Linked DNA regions of Macaca mulatta: region 1 is linked to region 2. A link is a contact called in public Hi-C data. All regions are on one chromosome and are shown on one strand. Each heading gives the region's core, a stretch centred on a gene start, on an enhancer-like site or on the middle of the called end of the contact. The rest is flanking DNA. Distances are from core to core; before and after follow the strand shown. Region 1 holds the start of TP53INP2 (tumor protein p53 inducible nuclear protein 2). Region 2 holds the start of MAP1LC3A (microtubule associated protein 1 light chain 3 alpha).

Region 1 (2,700 bases), core at 165-2,664, 140 kb after region 2:
AACGTGGGGTGGGCGGAATCCTGAGGGCAGAGAGTTTGGAAGAATCTTACAATGGCAGCTCTAGAGGGAAGCCTGGATATGTTGTTTGACAAACTGAGACCCAGAGAGGTAACATGACTTGAGGTCACACAGCAAGTCTAGGGCACCGACAGGACTGAAAGCTAGGACTCTGGGGAGCCTGAAGCGCCCTGAGGTTTAGACCATCTGGTGCATGTAGAGAATGGAGAGGGTCAGGGCTGGGAGCTATAGGTTCAAATCCTGGCTCTGCCATTGACTGTACTTTTGAGACCTAGGAAAGTCACTTGAGCTCTGTGAGTCTGTTTCCTCAACTGTAAAACGGGGAAAATATCCACCTTTTGGGGTTGTTGTGAAGATTAAAAAAAAACACACATAAAGCACCATAGCACAGGTCGTGGCACACAGTAAGTGTTCAATACATGTCAGCTAGTGGTATGGTGGTGCAAAAGTAGGTGCCTAATAAATGTTGAATGCATTGTTGAATATGAGTTCACACGCTAACAGTGAGATTGTGAGGCTCAGCTTCCCCACGTGTAAATCAGGACTCCTAATCAGCCCCTGTCCTGCCGCTTCTGTACAGCCCCAGTAGCAACGTGGATTAAGTAAGGTGTGAAAACGTTCAAGTGCAGAGCCCTCGCAGGTCAATGTTTACTCAGCACAGGGCAATTCCTCTCAAGTCCTACTCTGCGAAATTTCCCGTCAGCTTCACAAACTTCTCTACATTCCCAGATGCTCCCCCGGAACCGGGGGTGGGGGATGCCCCTCTTCTCTCAAGCCTGCAGAGCTGAAGAAAAACCGGGGTGGGAAAGCAGAAAGTGTGAGCCCGAGGAGGGAGGGAGAGCAGGGAGAAGGGCAGTGGGGAGAATGGAGGTGCACAGACGTGGTGTGGATCAAGAACAGGGTCCGCATCGCGGGACTTGGACATGGGATGCAGTGAAAGGATTTGGGGAGCAGTGGGAGAGGTGAGGGTGCTTCGATCCGGGAAGAGTCAGGAAAATGAGGAGCCGGTAGGAGGGAGTGGAGATCCTCCTCGCGGAGAGCTCGCCGCGGCGCAGGGCTCCCAGCTCCCCGCAGCTGCCTCCCCGAACACTCACCCTCCCGGTTCCGAGAACGTTTCCCGGCCGGAGCGCCCGGCCCGCAAACCGGGAGGGGAGGGGCGGGACGGGGGGGATCCGCAGCCCGGGATTGGCCGCCGCCCCGCCAGCCGGTGACGCGAGGCGGGCGGGCCTCTTTGTGACATCACAATCAGCTGTTTGAACGTTCCAATTTGTGCCGTGAGCCCCGCCGCAGCGGCCGCACAGACTCAAAGCCCGGCGGGCGAGCTCAGCAGCCCGGAGCGACCGCGGCCCCGCCGCCGCCTCCCCCGCGAGCCCCCGCGATGCGGCCTGGCCTGTGAGCGGCCGGCGACCCTGGGACGCCCCGCCGCACAACTACCTCAACTCCGTGCCGCCCCCCTCCCGCCCCCAGGTGAGTCCCGACCCGGGTGGGCCTAGGGGGCTCCCCCGCCACGGACACGCCCTGAGCCCCCCGCGCCCAGGCCTTTGTCTCTCTCCGCCGGCGGCCGCCGGGGCCGCGTTCCCGGCTCCCAATTGGTTGCCGCACGCCCGGTAGACCATGACGTCGTTCTATTTGCATATGACATTGAGACGTCACCAAGGCCGGCACCGCCCCCACAGGCTCGGGTCGCTTGTCCTCCCGTGACCCGGTAGCCGCTGTGTCGGGGCTGGGCCCTGGGTGAGACGCTGCAATCCAAAGGGGGCTGCAGGGGGTCGGCGATTTCCTAGGGCTAATCCAGGGGCTGGGGTCAGGCCTCTGATCCCCTACTTTCTCTTTGCAACCTGAGAAGGAGTCACACGGCGCTGCTGGGCCTAGGTCGAGGGGGTCGTCAGGAGTTCGGGGCTACCTTGGACTCCAGGTGGTTGGTACAGCACCAGATGGTGGTGGGATCCCCTCCCTCCGGCTCCAGACTCCGCCCCCAGGGACTAACAGAATAACATCCTCCTAATCCCTGATTTGTGTGCAGCGCCTTAGCTGATGTCACTCCCAGACCCAAAATGAGGGGTCTTAGACCCCAGTTCATGGAAGGGGCAACAGGCTCAGAGAGGAGAATTAGCTCACTCGAGGTCACACAACCAATTAGAGTCATGCTCACTGAGTGACAGATGCATTATTAGCCAGGGGCATAGACATAATAGAGGCTCAATACAAGTGGTAAGATACACATCTTCCTTTCGCTGGGGACCTGATCTTGGGCTCAGCCTCATCACGGTTTGATAGGCTCCTAGGTCTCCTTACTCCTGGACCTTTTTCCAGGGAATCTCTGGAGATTGGTTCACGTTTTGTGGTCCTGACCCCTTCTGTCCTCACTGTACCTTGGAGTCCTAGAGTCCAATAAAATCGCTGCCTCCCAGCTGTTTGGATCACAGAGAGGTGAGTCGTTGGCTGCCTCGGGGTGTCTCCAGGGCTGATGTTGGGGTTGGAGGGTGGGGTGAGGGTTCCCTCTATTGGCCCTTTACCTCCCCAACTTCCTAGGTTGTCAGCTAGGAAGGGCCTGACCTGGCCTAGTGCAGACAACTCCAAGTGTTTTGCTGCTCCCTCCTCACCTTTGCCCACAGAGAGTATAGGAAAAGGGATAGGATAAGGAGAGTTTCTGACTTAAGTGGATGGGCCTAGAGGCTGAAC
Region 2 (2,700 bases), core at 42-2,541:
AAACACCTTAACTCTGATTGCCCTCTCAGTCTCCCATGTTCTTCTGTCTCATGCATCTTGTTTCTGTGGCCCACAGATTATCCATTATTCATGTTGCATATTAAATACTTGTTTAGATTTACTGACATGTTTACTAATTTGCTCACCATTTTTCCATCTAATTTCTTCCTTTTGGGTTCCATGTCTTTGATACTGAAGTACATTCTTTAAAAATTATTTTGGCGGCTGGGCGCAGTGGCTCACGCCTGTAATCCCAGCACTTTGGGAGGCTGAGGCGGGCGGATCACGAGGTCAGGAGATCGAGACCATCCTGGCCAACATGGTGAAACCCCATCTCTACTAAAAACATAAAAAGTAGCTAGGCGTGGTGGCAGGCGCCTAATAATCCCAGCTCCTTAGGAGGCTGACTGAGGCAGGAGAATCGCTTGAACCAGGGAGGCGGAGGTTGCAGTGAGCTGAGATCGCACCACTCTAGCCTGGCGAAAGAACGAAACTCCCTTTCAAAAAAAAAAAAAAAAAAAGATGTTGATCTTCGGTCTGTGCCTTCTGCTCTGGATTTTAAGCATCATTTCTGACAGCTCTCATTCAGGAACTGCCTCTGCAGGTCTTTCAGTGCTCGCCTGTGGAGCTCTGCTCCGGCCTGCGAGTTCTCCTGGCGTTGCCATCCGTGGCCTTTTCCTTTTAATTCTCCATCACCTGTCCTCTGGTAAGCTGCTTGCTATCAGCCTCCAGGTCCACGATTTCTCTTCTGTTGTCCTGCTCTGCCTTCTTGCCACATCCTCTGAGACCTGAATTTCGATAGCTCTACTCTTCAATTATATTATTCTTTTTCAAACCTGGGCGTTCATTTCTAGCGTCTTGCTCTATCCTGTGTCTGACTGTGCCTCCCGCACCTTCTCCCTTCTCTTGCCCTGAGCCCCCTTGAAGGCGCCGGGCCTTTGGCTCCCGCTGTTTCCCACGGTGCCCAGAGCCGCGGGTCAGTCCTGACACAGACTCGGTGAGGGAAGGAAGTGGTGCCACGGGGCTGCAGCCTGGCCCACCCGCTCCATCGGCCCAGGGCGGCCCCACCGCTCTCCCGGCCTCACCAGAGTCGGGGCCACGGGAGAGGCTCCCGCGCTGCTCATGACGTCACGGGACTGTGACGCGCCCAGGAGCCCCGCCTCTCGTGTCCCGGGCCGGGGACCCAGGCTCTCTGCGCCGTGACGTCACGGGTCCGGGCGGGCGGGTTGTGCGTCGGCCCAATGGGAGCTGCGCGCCGGCCTCCCCTTTAAGGAATGTTGTGACCTGACGTCACCGGGCGAGTTACCTCCCGCAGCCGCCGCCGCCGTGCTCAGCGCGAGCGCCGGAGCCCTTGAGCGCGAGGCACGGAGCCCCCGGAGCCCCCAAACCGCAGCCACATCTCCGCGCCCCAGAGCCCCGGCCTGCGCGCCCAGCCGGGCCCGCGCGATGCCCTCCGACCGGCCTTTCAAGCAGCGGCGGAGCTTCGGTGAGGCCCGGCAGGCGAGCTGTGAGCTCGGGGTAGGGGTGCCGGGGAGGGGGGGTGCCCGGCCGACCCAGACTGCCGCAGGTGACGTCAGCCCCGTGACGTCAGGCTTCGGCTGGACCCTCGGGCTGGGAGGCTGGCTCCGGCCTGGGCGGGGGCTGCCTGCTTCCCCACCACGATAGGTGCCAGGGGCTGTGGGGCCTGACGGCCCCGGGGGCGGGGGCTGGAGCTGGGGCGTGGCCGGGGGCCGCCCCTTGGGGACAGGCAGGCGGAGACGTGGGGAGGACCTGGGCCGGGCCGACCCGGCCTCACGGTCTGGCCGCTGTCCGCAGCCGACCGCTGTAAGGAGGTACAGCAGATCCGCGACCAGCACCCCAGCAAAATCCCGGTAAGTCCTGCACCCCCAGCCCTGCCCCGGCCCCGCCTCGCGCGTCCCCGACACAACCCCCTGCCCGCCCGCCCTGCTCCCAGGTGATCATCGAGCGCTACAAGGGTGAGAAGCAGCTGCCCGTCCTGGACAAGACCAAGTTTCTGGTCCCGGACCATGTCAACATGAGCGAGTTGGTCAAGATCATCCGGTGCGTGGGCAGCCGCTGCCAGGTGGTGGCTTGGGTCGGGAAGGGAGACGGGTTCCCGCCGAGAAGGGGTCAGGGGTGATGGGACCGGTGGTGGACCCCTGTTCTGGGGCGGCTGGAAAGGTCAAGGTCGGGGCTGCAGTCGGTGCCGGGTCAGAGGTGACAGGTGGGGTGAGGATGGGTGTGAAAGGCTGGGAATCATTCTGGGGGTCAGGGCTACGTTGCCCCGTAGCCAAGCCCCTTACAGCCACATACTCTCCCGCCTGCCTCAGGCGCCGCCTGCAGCTGAACCCCACGCAGGCCTTCTTCCTGCTGGTGAACCAGCACAGCATGGTGAGCGTGTCCACGCCCATCGCGGACATCTACGAGCAGGAGAAAGACGAGGACGGCTTCCTCTACATGGTCTACGCCTCCCAGGAAACCTTCGGCTTCTGAGCCAGCAGTAGGGGGGTCGGCCTGGGAGTGGGGGGGGGCCCGGTCAGGCCCTGCCCAGAGAGCTCCTGGTTCCTGAACTGAGCTGCCTCTGCCGTGGTGGGCTGGGCAGGCATGTGCCCCCCTAGTCAGAGGGCAACCCACCTACTCTGCCCCTGGGTGGATCCTGGGCCGGTTGTGTTAGGGTTGTCCCTCTGGGTGCTGGCTGGG

What was found. A called contact is a pair of places that touch in the nucleus more often than the background predicts.
Region 1: a Hi-C map of fetal cortex germinal zone shows a contact between it and region 2, with 2.0 times the contacts expected there. The contact joins the promoter of TP53INP2 here to the promoter of MAP1LC3A in region 2. A contact is called at or near these places in 2 of 14 Hi-C or Micro-C datasets (fetal cortex germinal zone and fibroblasts).

What each region holds. Positions count from the first base shown.
Region 1 is chr10:87,488,206-87,490,905 of T2T-MMU8v2.0, forward strand. It overlaps TP53INP2 (tumor protein p53 inducible nuclear protein 2), which reads left to right and starts at 1,415. Exons shown (of 5, transcript NM_001257771.1): 1 at 1,415-1,485; 2 at 2,332-2,448.
Region 2 is chr10:87,344,300-87,346,999 of T2T-MMU8v2.0, forward strand. MAP1LC3A (microtubule associated protein 1 light chain 3 alpha) reads left to right here and starts at 1,292. Exons shown (of 4, transcript NM_001261138.1): 1 at 1,292-1,486; 2 at 1,816-1,871; 3 at 1,955-2,061; 4 at 2,331-2,700. The coding sequence starts at 1,447. The coding sequence ends at 2,493.